Linked DNA regions of Mus musculus: region 2 is linked to region 1. Evidence: chromatin contacts called from public HiChIP or PLAC-seq data. All regions are on one chromosome and are shown on one strand. The core of a region is the stretch at or near the end of the contact, and the rest is flanking DNA. Distances in the headings are between cores, read along the strand shown. Region 1 has its middle 260 kb from the start of Tpbg. Region 2 overlaps Ube2cbp (ubiquitin-conjugating enzyme E2C binding protein).

Region 1 (7,909 bases), core at 2,581-5,080:
AATTTATATAATTGTCTTTTGTGAAATGACATCATTGCTAGATTTGACTAAAAGGAGCCATTTTTGTTTTCTTCTTAAAATGTTTACAATCACCTTTAAGATGTTTTACTTAGAGCTATTGTTGGCATAGTTATGTAGTTTGGAGGAACAGGACAGAGTCACCTGTCTGGATAAATCATGCAGTAGCCACCCTGTGAGTTGGCTCACGTTCCTCCCACCCCTTGCTCCCTACTTTATAAATGGCATTTCTTGGAGTAAACTTTCACTCGGATGCTAGGCACTTGGGAACTAAAAGGAAGAAGAGTTCCAGGCCATCCTTAACTGTGTAGCAAGTTCAAGGCCAGCCTGGGTTATAAAGACCCTGCTTCAAACAAACCAAGGACAAGCAAACAAGATGCAAAACTCACATAAAGATAGGGAATTAAGCCTCAATGTTTTATAGCTTTTTTTTAATTAAAAAATTCTGAAGATTCATAGAAACCCATACACCTGGTCTGCTCTCAGCCTTGGTGATAGAAGCTTCTTTTTGCAGTGAACAGCAATGAATGGAAAGATGCAGAACTGGTCAAAATAATGAGAATAAGAGACTGAGTACTTGTCCCAAATGTGACACTGAATCAAGTCTACACACCAGGGTTCAGGAAACAGAGACAGAGGATATAGGGTGGTGAGCTGAAAAGAACTGTTCTCTGAACACGGCAATGAACCTGAACATTGCACTTATGAACCCAATTAACAGTTGTAATTACCTATACAAAACCTGCATAAGACCAAACCAGCCAAAATTCTGGCATAGATGAAAAGTCTGATTGCCAGCTCCTACTCTTTACTGAGGAGTTATTGGTAATTGAGAGCTGATGGGGAAGACAGAATCATTCGTTATTGAGAATATGGCCCCTGGTAGATTTCCCATGCTTCATGTTTCAATGTGTGGTCCACATCCATGTATATATGGGTATCACTAATTGGACTTAGTAGATTACAAAATAGAAGAGGAGGAAGAGGAGAAGGAAGAGGAGGAAGAGGAAGAGGAGGAACATGAAGAAGAAGGAAAGAAGAGTTAAAAAGAGGAAGGGAGGAAGAAGAAAGGGGGATGTGTTGGGGGGTATGGGGAAGAATGGGAATATATACAATTATTTTCCAACATATACACATATGAAATTCTCAAAACCCATTTCTTAAAGATATTTATCTGAGGGAAGAAATGAAGCATAAAGAATACAGATTTGTGTGTGGAAAGAGTGAGGAGTGGGGATTCCATTTCATGGTGTCAGAAGGCTTTTGAAATCTCTATGTCTAAGGAAACAACAAAAATTTCATAAAATCTCTAATTTACAATTTAAATAAGCGAAAAAAATCTATAAATTAAAAATAGCTAGAATTCTTTTAGTTTTAGGATGCGATGCCAAAGACAAAGAGATTGAAAGAACAAACCACACTGGGCTTGAGAATCTCAGCTTTTAAATTGAATCCCCACAACGCTAGCGCATGGGAACACAATGTTCCCTTAAGTGAATGCCAGATCTAACTCTTAGCAGACTTTAGAAGAGACTGGTTAACCTGATGGTGTTGCTGAATGTTAAGTGGTCAGGTCTTAGAACAAAAGAGGAAGGAAACTCAAAGGCATGAAAGGCTGTGGTTCACACTGTGGTTGGAATCAATACTAAAAGAGCCCATTAATACACCCACCGCATATTAGCTAGAATCCACACAGCCACCTCAGCAGGAGGGAAGCTGCATATTCATAAAAAAAAATATGGCCGAGAAGGTCCCAAGTTCTGAAAACAAGCCTTGGTAAGAGCTATCACAAATCATCCCTCTGATTTATAAGACTGGTGTGGGAGTCCGTTTCTGTGCATCTAACACCTGAGTCAGGAGACACACTGGTAGCTTTAAATTTTACTTCATGCTATAATTGCAACATAAAAATAAATCTGCCAGACTGGCTTCAGCAGAGATCTCGTAATTGGAATGGTGCCGGGAGAAGAGTATTTTTATATATTTTGAATGGATGTGCACATTCCTCATTTCCATTAGCATCACCATGCCCCCTCCCCAAATCTACGACATATAAATGTTTAAAGTGCTATATATATATATTTTTTTTTCCATCAGAACACCTGCAGTTTCCTAGAATGAGAAGACTGCCCCAGGTTTGAACGGAACATTTCTCCTGGCTGGCCACACAATGCCCACTGTGACTATCTGTGAGGCTCCGAATCCAGAATGCCCAACTCCGAAAGAACGTCTTTTTATTTTTTAATTTAATTTTATTTGTAATTCATTTTTTACACTTCATATTCCATTCCCCGCCCCTCCTCATCCACCCTCTGACTGTTCCACATCCCATACCTCCTCCCCACCCCACCCTGTCTCCACGTGGATGCCCCCCCCCCATCCCACCTGACCTCTAAATTCCCTGGGGCCTCCAGTCTCTAAAGGGTTAGGTGCATCATCTCGGAGTGAACACAGACCCGGAAGTCCTCTACTCTATGTGTGTTGGGGGCCTCATATCAGTTGGTGTATGCTGCCTGGTTGGTGGTCCAGTCCAAAAAAAAAAAAAAAAGGTCTTTGTCTAACTGTCTAACTGCAAAGAAACTGCATCATTCATTGTTTCTTCTTGTCACTGGGTTTGCTTTTGAGATTTGACTTCTATGCACAGCCACTCCAAGAATGGATGTTAAGGAATAGCAAACAGGCTTTTATGCTTGGTTTATGCTGTGTTTCATAATACCTTTCTATTAAATATTTTGTGCATTTTAATGTAGCTTACAGTTCAACTGTATAGGTTGGATGTAGATTTTCCATAGGGCAGTAGTTTTAACCTGTGGGTTGCAATCCCTTAGCGGCAGGCAAGTGTCAAGCCATTCTTTCACAGGGGTCGCATATTAGATATCCTGCATATCAGATATTTACATTACAGTTCATAATAGTAGCAAAATTATTGTTATGAAGTAGCAATGAAATAATTTTAGGGGTTGGGCTCACCACAACATGACGAACTGTATTAAGGGGCCGTATCATAGGAAAGTTGAACATGTTTGCTTTTGAGTATTTTGGTGGTTTAAAAATAAGATTGCGCCTACATGCTCATAGATTTAAATACTTGGTCCCCAGGGAGTGGCACTATTTGAAAGGATTAGGAGGTGTGGCTCTGTTGGAGGAAGTGTGTCTCTGGGGGTGGACTTTGAGGTTTCAAAAAAATCCCAGTCCAAGCCCAGGGTCCCTCTCTTTCTGCTGCCTACAGGTCCAGATGTAGAACTCTCATCCACTTCTCCAGCACCATGCCTGGCTATGTGCTACCATGCTTCTGCCACTATGATAATGAACTGACCACCTGAAACTGAAAGCAAGCCTCACTTAAACGTTTTTCTTCATAAGAGTTGCCATGGTCATGGTGTCTCTTCACAGCATTAGAACATTGATCAAGACAGGCATCTCTTCGTTTTGTAACTTGAGCACTTTACAACTTGTGTAAGCATAACTTTCCTTCCAACTTCCATATCTGGAATTGTTTGGATAGGGACTGGGCCAAAAAGTGTGTGTGTGTGTGTGTGTGTGTGTGTGTGTGTGTGTGTGTGTGTGTTAATTCCCTAAAAGAGCTCAAACAAACAGTGAATCCATATTTGAATTAAGCTCTCAGCACACATAACACCTTACTCCCATTCTGCTTCCTTGTTCCAGTCCCATGCAATATTGGAGACACAGTATGAGTGGCTTGGACCCGTTGTCTGTCAAACAGCCCTTGTGATCAGATGAAGGAGGGCAACCACTGAAACAGTGATGCCGACAAGTATAGGAAGGGGAAGTGCTTTTCAACAGATCAGAGAAGGGAGGCCACAGCACAGCAGTGTGAACTACTCAGTTTCAGAGAAAAAAAAAGTTCTCTCTTTGAGGACTCTTGCACAGAGACTAAAGCAGATGTTTTAGAAGTAAGAAAAACAAGAACAGGCCACTGCAGAGCACTACTGAGCTAGACACCTGCACATGTAGCCTGTTAGGTGCTCCAATACTCTAGGCTTTGAATCTGTTTAGAATCTGGCAGCCCTCCTTCCTCAGACCTAAGGACCTACAATCCGTGCTCAGAGAAGCTAGCAGATCCTTTGGTATAAAAATGCCTTAACAAAGGATACTGCTTGCAAAAAGAAAGACAATGTATAATTAATAGCTTTCATCTTTTGGCTCAGGAATCTCATAATAACATGTCAGTATGAGAGTATAAAACTAAAATATTACTCACAGATCACAGGGTCAATGAAGCCCAATTTTTATTGAAAAGAATGTGCATGTATTTAGCTGGTGACTAAAGCCAAAGTTCCTGAGGGTTGATTATTGCTGTGGGTACCACATAAATGAATGATGCCATTAATTAACTTTTCAGAAATTCAGAGTGATCAGCTGATCGTTTCTGAAAGTAACGAACAGTACCATTCATGATGTATGTTTCCTTGCATAGCTGGGCTAAAGATTCATATAAGACCTCAACATTCCTCTGAGGAATCACCATGAATAGCCCTAGTAAGGTCACTGCAGCTCAGGAAGGCTCCTTCTCCCTGCCCCATCACATAGCCCATGTGGGCTGAATATGATCAGAACTGACGGTACCTGTTGCAAAGCCTGAACCACATTGTCTCCAAAAAGATGGAAAGATTAAAAAAATATATATAACAGTTTTTGAGAAAAATAATTTCACAAAGCTTGCTGGGAAAACTCTGGAAGTTTGCCTGACACTTCCTCTCACTCAATTTGTTGCTTATATTTAATCTATTTCCAAAAGAGAGACAGTGAGCGACATACACACTCATCAGATCCATGAAATCCTGGCTGTTGGCTCCCGTAATGAGTGGAGGCAAAGAAGCTGAACACAGCCTAGGGCTGTGGGGCTCTCAGAGGCAATGCCTCATGGTAAATGACATGTGACTTCTTGTGGTCAGCTCCATTCTGCTTCCCCCATGATGCAATGAAGGCTGACATCACCAAATGCCCAAGCTGGGAGCCAGTCCAACTTGGTTCTTATTCTGTATAGTTCAACCCCATTATTTAGCTTCTCCCAATCTCACTTTCTCTTCTTCAAAAAGGAAATGGTAATGACCACAATCCTTCCCACAAAGAGCTGTCGGTGAGAGGCTCCTCTGAGCTCCTCACATAGTCCTGGTCTATAGGACGGTTGTGACAACAGGAAATACTATGAACAAAACTCCAGGGAGAGCAAGATGCTTTTTAATCACCAGTGTTCTTGTACTTGAGAGAAAAGGCGTTCAAGAGTTCTTCTAAAGCATATGCTGCGAGTACAAAAGCTCACCCAAGGACTTCTTCCGAGCTGTCAAAATACTGCATCAGAAACACCCAAGATTCTACTCAAGCTATTAGAAGACTAATGCTAAAGAAGTGGCAAGTGCTTTCTGCAAGGATGTTGATGCAAAAGTAAGGTATTTAGGAAGGTTTCTCTGGAAGAGAGGAAACATAATTCCGAGAACACAAGGAATGCCCAGTTGCATAAGCTGCTTCTGAATGGCTGCCCCAGGCAGGGGCTGAGAATATTAGGAAGTCTGCCACAGGCAAACTACAGGAAAGTCAGCTTGTAGCCAGAAGCCAGTCAATAGTCAGTAACGCAGACTTGTCATCATATTCTGGGGCTTCTGCATGACTTTGTTTTATTGGGGAGAAGACGAATAACCTTTAATGAAACAAGATTTATTGACAACCATATGCAACCCACAGAATATCCCATAAAGAGTCATGTCCTCCAGCCACGAACATCATTTGTTGTTTTTTTTCTCCTATAACTGAAATGTTATTTAAATGAATACTATATCACATGTTCTTGCCAAACGTCTCATGCTTTTGCAAGCAATGGGTGACCTGTTCTCCGTTATTGGTCTCTTAATTGTATTCTCTTGTGGAAACATTACCACTGAACTATATTGGAAACCATTTAGTTCGTCTAACCATCACAATGAGGTTAATTCCACTTCTAAAAGATTGCTCTGGACAGCCAAAGCCATGGAACAGACCTGGAAGCATATTGGATGTCACTAACCTTAGAAACAAGGCATATAATACAGTTCATTAAGCATAATTGAACTAGAAATCCTGCAATGAAAATGTAACAAAGAACACTGTGTAAACTGACTTTTTGAAGTACCCCTTTCCCTCAGTGCAGGGTCAGCGCCCATTAATTTTAATGGACATGACCTGCTCATATATCAGCTGAAGGATTTTATCTTCTTCTGTGTAATACAGGCCGTATAAAGAGGAAAGTGTCCACAAAGAAAAATGGAGGAATCCACTAAAGACTGCTTAATGAAGTCCAAAGGCTTCATAGTCAGTCCAAGGTAAGTGAAAAAATTTTCCCAAATTAAAAAAAATCTGTTTCTTCAGAAAAAGAAAACATAGGAAAATAACATTGAGGTTCTATCTTCCACTGAATGCTTTTCCAGTCACCATCTAGCTTGCCGGTCCCCTGTGTGGATGTGCGTTTGAAGGTAGAGAGATATCTTAGTTTCCAGCACGAGCCATCATACAAAGGGCATTTAAGACACTTGCTCAACTGAAAAGGACTACCCACGATTCCGCAAACTGCCTCCACATGTTCACACTTCTATACTTCAGCTCACACTAATCTCTCTGCCTGAAATAACCTCTCAAATCCCCAAACCCAATCTCCATTAATCCATATCCAATCCACAAAGGCCATGTAATGCTAGAAGGTTGTTTCTGCTTCTCCCAGGAGAATATTAATATTTCAGCATATTTTGTTATCCAGTTACATTCAGAAAACTTACTGAAAGTCACAAGAATCATACCATTGAATGTTATGCCAGGAATGTTTAAAGTACATGTATTTAATAGTTCATTGAAAAAACAGTAAGAAATGTATTAAATGCACAAACATCACATTCTTTTAGTTTTAAAACTATACACACAACCCAAATTGGGGGAATATTGGCATTATTTAATATTTTTCAAACTTCTCTGAAGTTGGGCTTAGCAGAGAGTAGATAGAGCTGAATTCTAACTTATGCAACTACCCCCAATATGTTGCTATGTATAGTTTGATTGGAATGTTTAAAGAAAAGCTAACATGGCATTCACTTAGAAAAGGAAGGAGTATTTTGAGCCCATTTTAGAAAATTCCAAATACTTTTCTTGATATCACATAAAATTCTATAAAGGGGTAGTTCTTCAATGTTACATTGTAGTTCCTTTGTTCATTGTAATCCAAAAAAAAAAAATACTAATGGGATTTAAAAAACTTTGCTACACTAAGTTATTGCCTTGGTTTTCATTTTGAATAAATATTTTACCTATACATGGTTTTACAACATATATCAATGTTTTTCTAATTCCTTAGATTATCCCAATCTGTACCAAGTTTGGAAATGACTATTCTAGAATTAATGGCTAGAGACAAAAGAAACAGAATATTTCCTCTTATTTTCTTTTCCAAATCCTAAGAATAGTATTAGTACTTTCTGTATGTTATTCTTGATGCAAAACAAAAAGTCAAGATGAGGAGGAATAAAAAAAAGATGAAATTAGGAAACAATAGGTAAATCAGTACCAGCATCTATTACTGTATGAATGTGTGGTGTGCTAAACACACACCCATGTGCACACACACGCTCGCACACAAACACACACACACACACACACACACACACCTTTTTTTCTGAGCTATGTATTACATTGCCCTGCCTTTTTCTGACCAAATGCTTTAATTCATATTTCCTTACAAGGTACAGCTCCATTAGAATGTCTAAAATCCCAAGTATTAAAAACACCAAATATTGACAAAAAGTGAAGAACAGGAACTCTGAATAATGCTAGTGAGAATGCGACATGAGAAAGATACAATGAAAAAGAGCATTTAGTTTCTATCAGAACTGAACTTACTCTTGTCATAAGA
Region 2 (7,909 bases), core at 3,921-6,420, 350 kb after region 1:
GGGTGGAAAATCTGTTGGCTGCCGATGTCATTCTAGTCTGACATAAATCTATTTCTAGGAGGTCTAACGAAATCCAAACACAATGACCTCTGGCTATTTGTTAGACTATTTACAAAAAAAAAAAAAAGAAAAAAGAAAAATGTAACAGTTGCTGCCTGATAGGATGAACTGTTTGGTCTCAACAAGAATATAATTAAAAAATGCACATATCCAGACAAATTTTGTAGGAAGACTTGGACTAAAGGAATTATGAATTGAGGAACTGTCTTGTTAAAAAAAAAATAAAAAAGGTGTCATCAATTATTAGGCAGCCAAAACAAACTGGCTGAGAGCATGAGGCCCTGAATGATGAGACTGGCTATCATCCTTCTCAGAGTTCAGTTACCCTGGTGCTAAGAATTAAGCCATTAACGAGTCTTTCCAACTCAATGCCTTCCTACCTTATGCACTTTCCTTGAAAAAAAAAAAGGGATCTTCCTCATTCAAAAGGAAAGAACAGAGCATGTGTTAGCCTTGAACTAGGATACTTAAGAATCACACGAGCCCAAAGCACAGCCTCTGGAATTTCATCTATCAGGACTTTCAAGCTAATGGAACTCTCACAGGTTTCTTTAACCCAACTTCTTCATTTTACAGAGAAGGAAATAATACCCCCCAAACTAAAGTAACTTATTACCAGAAGAAGGCCTAAGCTTGAGAGATGGCTCAAAGGTTGAGAGCATACCTCTCTCACAGAGGACATGAGCCCAGCTCCCAGCACCCACGCCATACAACCACCTGTAACTCCAACTCCAGGAGATCTAACAACCTTTTCTGGACTCCATAGGCAACTGCACTCACGCCTGCATATACCCACACATAGATACACACATGCACATTGTTATAAAAGTAACAAAAGGAAAGTTTACAAGAAAGCAGTCAATAATCCTATGTACCTTCCTGGGAACGCTGCATACAACTCATTGATGATAACCTAAGGTTGCTTCAAATACTGCTTGCTTCATTTTCTTTTCAAGAAGCACCAAAGTGGTCCTTACCAACCACATAGAACTGGTTACTAAGGAGAAAGAGCAGAGTTCTGGGATTCGGTCAAGTGTGAAATCCACAAGCAGAGACTCAGGGAGCCCATCCAGAGTTGTGTTGTTCGCTGTCCAAGATGGAGATGAATATACACCTTGAGCCACTTCAGATCCGTGCTGCTCGGGACATCCTCGCAGGTTAGACACAAAGGTGCGCTGTGCAAGGGCTGGGAGGAGGCCTGCATTCCTCATCTTACTCTGACTGCTACTGACATGTGGACCATCATCCTCAGCCCCAAAGAGACATTCAACTAGACAATTTGCTGGTTTACTAATAAAAGAGCATCTAGGGCTAGAGAGATGGCTCAGTGGTTAAGAGCGCTGACTGCTCTTCCAGAGGTCCTAAATTCAATTCCCAGCAACCACATGGTGGCTCACAACTATCCGTAATGGGATCTGATGCCCTCTTCTGGTATGTCTGAAGAGAGCAAAGGTGTACTCATATACATAGCTTAAATAAATAAATCTTTAAAAAAATTTTAAAAAAATAAAAGATCATCTAGTTTACTAATAAAAAACAATCCAGAAAGGGGAGAAAGAATCAATAAAACCGATTAAAATGCTTGTTGAGCACTTCCTCTGTTATATATTTTACATTGCTTAGCTTTCTTGGTAAGCTTGGAAAATATGAATTATTAGAAGGCTTTGGCTAGAAGAAGCTAAGGTGGTACAAACAGATCCTCTCTGTCTTCTCAGTGAGAAAGCCAAAGTTCATACCCGTGTTCCACTCTCAGGTGGGGAGAATGCCACACCCCCTGACAGTCAAGGAGAAAGACAGCTGTCTTTCACCATCAGCCCCACAACCTCCCCATTCTCAACTGGAGAATCATAGACAGGTCTGACACAAAGCAGATGGTCCCAGTCCTGGATAGGAGAGACAGGCACTATAGTGAGGCCCTTTCCCAACAAAGCGCAAATACCAGGCAATAGTAGAGCAGCATTTTTCTTCTGTCATAGCACCAACCAAGAATGTAAGTGTTCCGGCCATAACTTGCATATTGCATGTGGCACGGGATGAGACATTTCAGAAACTTCATCTGAGAATTAAACCCGAGCCTGGGACAGATTGAGAGAAGGCCAGGATATACGGAGATCTCTTAGCTCTTTCAGAAGTGGATCTGCCTCTGGTGCAGATCGGGAGCAACTTCCTCTCTGTAGATTTAAGACCCCTTCGTTTCTTACTCGTGCCAATCACTAAAAAGATGCTCTGTGTGCAACTTCCTTAAATCTTGAGGGTGCATTTGTGCTAGCTCATCTACTTGGAACCCTGCTGAGATCAGGAGGCAAGCAAGAACAGCTGGTAGGAAGCCAAAATACACACACCTAGCTTTACTCCAGCCAACCCAGCAACACTCGCTAAGAACACACTTTTTCTCTGGGCACCACGCCTGATGCTGAGGGATGCTGGTAAGAATGATTACTGCAATAGCTATCAGCGAATGGTGAATGCTTACCCGGCACCAGGCATGGCTAGAACCACTTGAATCATCAGACCCTATCAACAGCACTACAAGGTAAGTCTTACTGTTAGCTACACTTTCTCAATAAGGACTTATTGGATAATAAGTTATCCAAGACCGCTGGGATAGTGAATGGTGGATGGAAACACGCCTTGCCACTGCTGACTCCCTCTCTATGCTATACAATCAAGAAAGCAGGAACAAAGGACACGGAAGTCAGTGTGGCTCTTCCCATTCTTCAAGCCCAGCGTGCGTAGACAGGCAAAGGAACCTCAGGAGAGTACCTGATGCAACCCAGGAGAGAGACAAGGCTCGCTACATCACAAGACAAGCGAATGCTATGTCAGCTGAGTTAGCAGGTGGTGACTAACCAGGGAGGAAGAGAGGGTGGAGTAGCCTTCAGGAAAGGGAGCTGCATTCAGGAAAGGGAGTAGCCTTCACGTTAGGGATATCCTGTAAAGATAGGATTCAGAAAACCCGGCAAAGGTATGGAACACATGCTCATGACCAGGCCCGTGTGATACCTGTAAGCTTGGCAAGGAGGGAGGAGGCTGAAATGGGAGGGAGGACCGGAGAGCTGCTGCGGTAGGCAAAGGATTCCTGGGCTCCATCCAGGAAGAACAACTGTTCTTCAGAAGACATACTCGGTGGTGGTGGGGGGGGGGGGGGTGCATCTGCACAGGGCAGAACCAGAAGCAGGCTGAGCAGGCAGAAAGCTGCTGACTAAGTGCCATTAGGTGGGGAGACAGTGGGCAAAGGCAGGTGACTTCAGCTCTAAAGGCAATGAACGGCCACAGTGGCTGATGACTCTGTATGGGGAACAGAAGACATCTACCAGGCAAAGGTCTGGCATTATAGCGCCAGGGACATTGAGAAAGGAGCAGACTTCAGAAAGGAAGCATCCCTTGCTGGTCCCAGGCACCTGACTTAGAAAAGCCATCAAAGAACACCAAATGCTTCCATTAAATACCGCTAACAGTAATGCTTTCAGCCGTCTTCCACGTGAGTCGTTGCTAGAAGCTGAAAATTCAGAGGAAGCATTTGTGCCCAAGAAACTGGAAAGCTCACTTGAGGAAGAGGGAAATGGGAATGCTGAGGAAATAGCTAAGAGTCCTTCCCTTCTCCACAGGGTAATTATGGCACATCACCAGTGCCGGTTACAAGATTAACCTAATCACCGAGAAAAGGTTAATGAGTGCTCCGTATGCTCCATCTTACACGCAGGGGAGCTAGGAAATGGGTTTTAGAAAAGCCCTGACTGAGCTAGCACAGATAACAAAGTCCTGCTGCACAGCTTCTAACAGGTAGAAACTTCACTTTCTGTGGAAACCTTCACACACCCTCAGACCAAAAGGGACACACAGGAGATCAACTCCATGGTTCTCTGCTCAGTGACGGGCCCAGCTCTTCCACCATAACCAGCTTCCTCCCTCAGACCAGACTCCCGTTCCGCTCCAGCACCACGGTGAGAGTCGGGCTTCACTTTGTTCCAAGTGACACTAAGTCGGCTCTTACTTTAAGGCCCTCCACAGTTCCCTTGGTAATTACTCCCAGAAACAGTTTAATCAGGGTTGGACACATTCCTTACCTGTCCTTTATCGTGACTTCACCACAGGACTGGCAATAAAAGGTGCAACATTCTTGGGCTTGCAAGCTTTGATTAAACACTGAAATCGGCTCTGAAGGAAATCAACAGAGTTTTAGAGGTTTGGAACAAATTATCATATTTAAAGAGTTTGCTAGCACAATAAATTACCAGCAATACACGCTGTTTACGGTTTACTCTGAAGTGTAGGCTTAATTAGAACTATCCAATGACTCAACCAGAAGCAAACACTGCCAAGTGTTTCCAAAAACAAAAGACATTTTGCTTAGAATTCCTGAGCCAGGAGCTGCCCTAGATTACCATGGAACATACTGGTGAGTTCCTTCTCTCATTCCATAAATACAGTAAATTCTATATTAACAATGAGGAGAGATGGACTTCTAACATGTAAGTTCAATCTGGCTTTCTCACTTTTTATGTTTACGGTTTATGTCCACCCCTGCCCATTACACAGTATGAGCAAGCAAAATGAATGGCTAGACGGGTCTCTGTGGAGCAGACCTAAGGAACGCAAAGCTCTGTAGAGTGTCCTCACCCAAGAGCAAAATGCAGTGTCTGCTGAAGCTGTGGGAGATGGGTGTGAGAGGGAGGGGAGATACTGGGTGCTATGGGAACACATGGACTTCCCACACAGCTGCAGTGGATAGCTGTTCCCCTCATTCCTGATGTCTCATTTGTAAATGAAGGTAAGTTTTATGTAAAAAAAAATACTGTATTACTAGTCTATAAAAAAACCTAATTGAATTAATGAAGTCCTAGTTATTAGAAGCGAAGAATAGAATCCACTTGCTGTTCTTTTGTGTGTAGTTTAAGATGCTTTTCAGATGCCAGAAAGTTTAAGTCCTGGCAATTAAAAAACTCTGCAGTTAATCTCTAAGTGTCTACACAAATCCCTGCTGCACGGAGGTTAAATAAACAGTATTATTCTCTAATGCGGAGCATCGATAACGAGGACCTAGGTGAGCCCTCCAACGGGCTAGCCAGAATGAATCCGTTTCCAGTGGAACACTGCCCTCTGCTGGCCACTGGGTCGTGTGGCATCCTGGATAAGCATTGCTGCTGGGAAAGATGTATCCCCAGGTCAAATTCCACACACAAGAGGTCACCACTTCACCTACACTAACCTCCAAACGGTGTAGTGTGCCAGGGTGATGTGTATCATGATTGCTCCGGAAAGCGTGGTCTTACAGCTGAAAACGCAACGCTTGAAAACCCTGAGACATAATTAATGCTAAAAATTTCAAGTTACTTCCTACAATATTTAGATTCCAGTGCACACCAGTATTCACCTACCTGATTGTCATTCATGCAGCAAATGCTTAGCCCCCACCTATTATGCAAAAAGCACTAAAGCAATCAAAGATGGAGGAACCTGCTTTACACAGATCTTCATGCACCAGAGAACAGGCTTTGAAAGTTCCCTTTTCAGGTATTTGAACAAAATGTTTCAAAAAACACAAAGAAATAGTCCAACAAACACAAACAATACACAAACCAGCACACAGCAGTGGATTTATTTTGTCCATGGTTAGAATATTAAATGTTGCTCATTAACTGAAAATGTTGAAAATAATTCAGTTGCAGACTATGATTAGGCAACAAACCCAAATTCTATGTCCCTGAGGGTCTCCATCAGAGTCCCAGGGAACAAGGTGGCTCTCGTGCCTGCCTTCTGCCAGTTTCCAAACTCAACAGGAAGTTCCTGCGTGCTGTGGGGGAGCTGGGGGAGAGGAACAATTTTTGTTTACTTTTTCCTTTTCAGGATTCAATGTCATTCCAGGTGTTTATCAGATGTCACTTAAGCATGTCAGGACATCTCTTTTTCCTGTTCCTTGTTTCTAAAATTGTTTCTGCATACTTTAGCCATTCACTAATTCAGAAATTAGCAAAATTACCCTTAGGCCAGAAAAAGAAAAAAAAAAGAGTAACATCCCCCCCCCCCTCCCCAACCACCCCCATCTTCTCTTGTCTTTCCAAAGCCAGGGGATAGCTTCATGTCTCTTACAGGCTTTTTGGGACAATCCTGTTGTCCCCACCTCTAGACTCTACATAGTTCTGATAAAGTACCTACAGATGGCTCAACAATAAGGTCTCAGGGTGTCATAGACACAAGCAAAGCCTTTCTCTGACACGAAGCATCAACACGGTTCCTTCCAATGCTGTCTGCCTTGTCTATTATAGCACATTGTAAGAAATGCAATGAGCAGAATTTAAAAAAAAAAAAAAAAAGTCATGAGAGCTTACAAAAAGAAAAGGTTTACTACCTAATTGCATCGAGATGCATTTTGAGTTTGTATACAACCACAATCCAACCACAACAATATTATATTATGTCTCTACTTGTACTGTTCCATCTAAAATGGTCTCTTCATAGCCGGGATAATGTCTACTGCTCAAACTGTCACGCCCTCAGGGTGGCCTTCACGAAACTCAGTCACTCCCCACAGCATTACTCTGTTACTGTGCCCACAGCATTGTGCTGTTTCCAACTTAATTATCTGCTCAGCATCTGTTGTTCCCGCCCACTAGGACACACACTCCACATTACCAGACAGCTATGTGGCTTGTGGGCATCTGTGTTTCCAGCACCCATATCAAACGGCTCACACACACCTCGTAGAAGCTAACCTGTCTGCTGAATGAAAACATATCTATGCAGTGTTTTAAAACCAACCAGGTTTCATACAACAGCTTTATAATTTTATCCTCATATCCGTGAGCCGGACATTTATGGTTAAAGAAACGAACTGGGCAGTTTGGGGGAAATCTCTGCACCTTCTGCTCAAATTTGCGACAAGGCTAAACATCCCCTAAAAATTAAAGCGCATTTTTAAACATACTGTTAAAAGAAAGACATGAAGGTTTGAGAAAGGAGAGTGATACAGCACACAGCACACAGCTGCTAACTGGCAGAACTGTTCCAGACCCTGGAATCTCTCGACCCCTCCAGGTCATTGATTGCCTAACTTTTCACCTGGGAAAAGTTCAACTAAAAAAACGTCAAAGCCCTCCAGGAGTGCCGCTCCTACTCACGTGGGCTGGATTCAGCCTGGACCCGCAAGCGCAGATGTAAACCATCGCCACTGATATACTGCAGCCCGCCACACGAGGAAGGTACAAGTCTGACCCCTGCTGGAAGTCGGATCTCGGTGCAGCCGTCAGGGGTTCTCACCAAAAGAGAGGTGGGCGTTATGGAAATGTCCAGGTGCATCCCTCCTTCATCTGGCCCACTGATGACACAAAATAAAAGCCAAGTGACGACTTCTCTCTGATGAAAGGCAAAGCTTACAAAATCCAAACCTTAACCCAGCATAGAGACCCTAAAATCCTTGTCCCAGGAAAACAGAAACAGACCCTGGGAGACAAGCTGGACTAGGTTAGATCAGGCAGGGCTTGCAGCCATCACCACGTGAGATTCCCAGGTCATGTTTTTAACTCTTGCTTCTGAGAACAGCATTAAAGTCAGAAAATCAAAGTACTGCTTAGCCGGTAATCAAGATTGTCATAAAAAGTCACAGATGTCAGCAAGGTTTCTGTAAAAAGTCAGAGAGTAAATATTTCCTGAGTTCTCCACCAGCCTAGGACCCACAGTGAGAACTTATCTCAAACAACAACAAACGCCCCAAACAACAGAAAAAAAAAAAAAGCCAGTTCTTAGTTCACAGGCTGTGCCAAAAGAAGCCATGAGATAGCTTGGTGTCCACCTTGCTACTGCAGTATTTTTGAAGCACAGTTGGCACCTAGAAATGTCCCCCCAAAACACC

Evidence for each region. HiChIP or PLAC-seq counts read pairs in DNA pulled down with a chosen protein or histone mark.
Region 2: an H3K27ac HiChIP or PLAC-seq map of T-cell acute lymphoblastic leukemia shows a contact between it and region 1, with 11 times the contacts expected there. The contact joins two enhancer-like sites. A contact is called at or near these places in 3 of 484 Hi-C or Micro-C datasets (cerebral cortex and nephron progenitors) and 1 of 115 datasets of contacts at active chromatin or transcription factors (T-cell acute lymphoblastic leukemia).

The regions. Positions count from the first base shown.
Region 1 is chr9:86,099,926-86,107,834 of GRCm38.p6, forward strand. No RefSeq gene overlaps it. Among named protein-coding and RNA genes, the nearest start is that of Tpbg, 260 kb to the left of the region's middle. Within about 2 kb of position 3,831, at least 15 of the 459 cell types and tissues checked have an H3K27ac peak or open chromatin away from gene starts, as enhancers often do. A contact at or near this core is called in T-cell acute lymphoblastic leukemia, where this site is marked.
Region 2 is chr9:86,444,636-86,452,544 of GRCm38.p6, forward strand. Ube2cbp (ubiquitin-conjugating enzyme E2C binding protein) reads right to left here. Exons shown (of 10, transcript NM_027394.2): 2 at 7,179-7,375; 3 at 4,128-4,218. Among named protein-coding and RNA genes, the nearest start is that of Ube2cbp, 16 kb to the right of the region's middle. Within about 2 kb of position 5,171, at least 16 of the 459 cell types and tissues checked have an H3K27ac peak or open chromatin away from gene starts, as enhancers often do. A contact at or near this core is called in T-cell acute lymphoblastic leukemia, where this site is marked.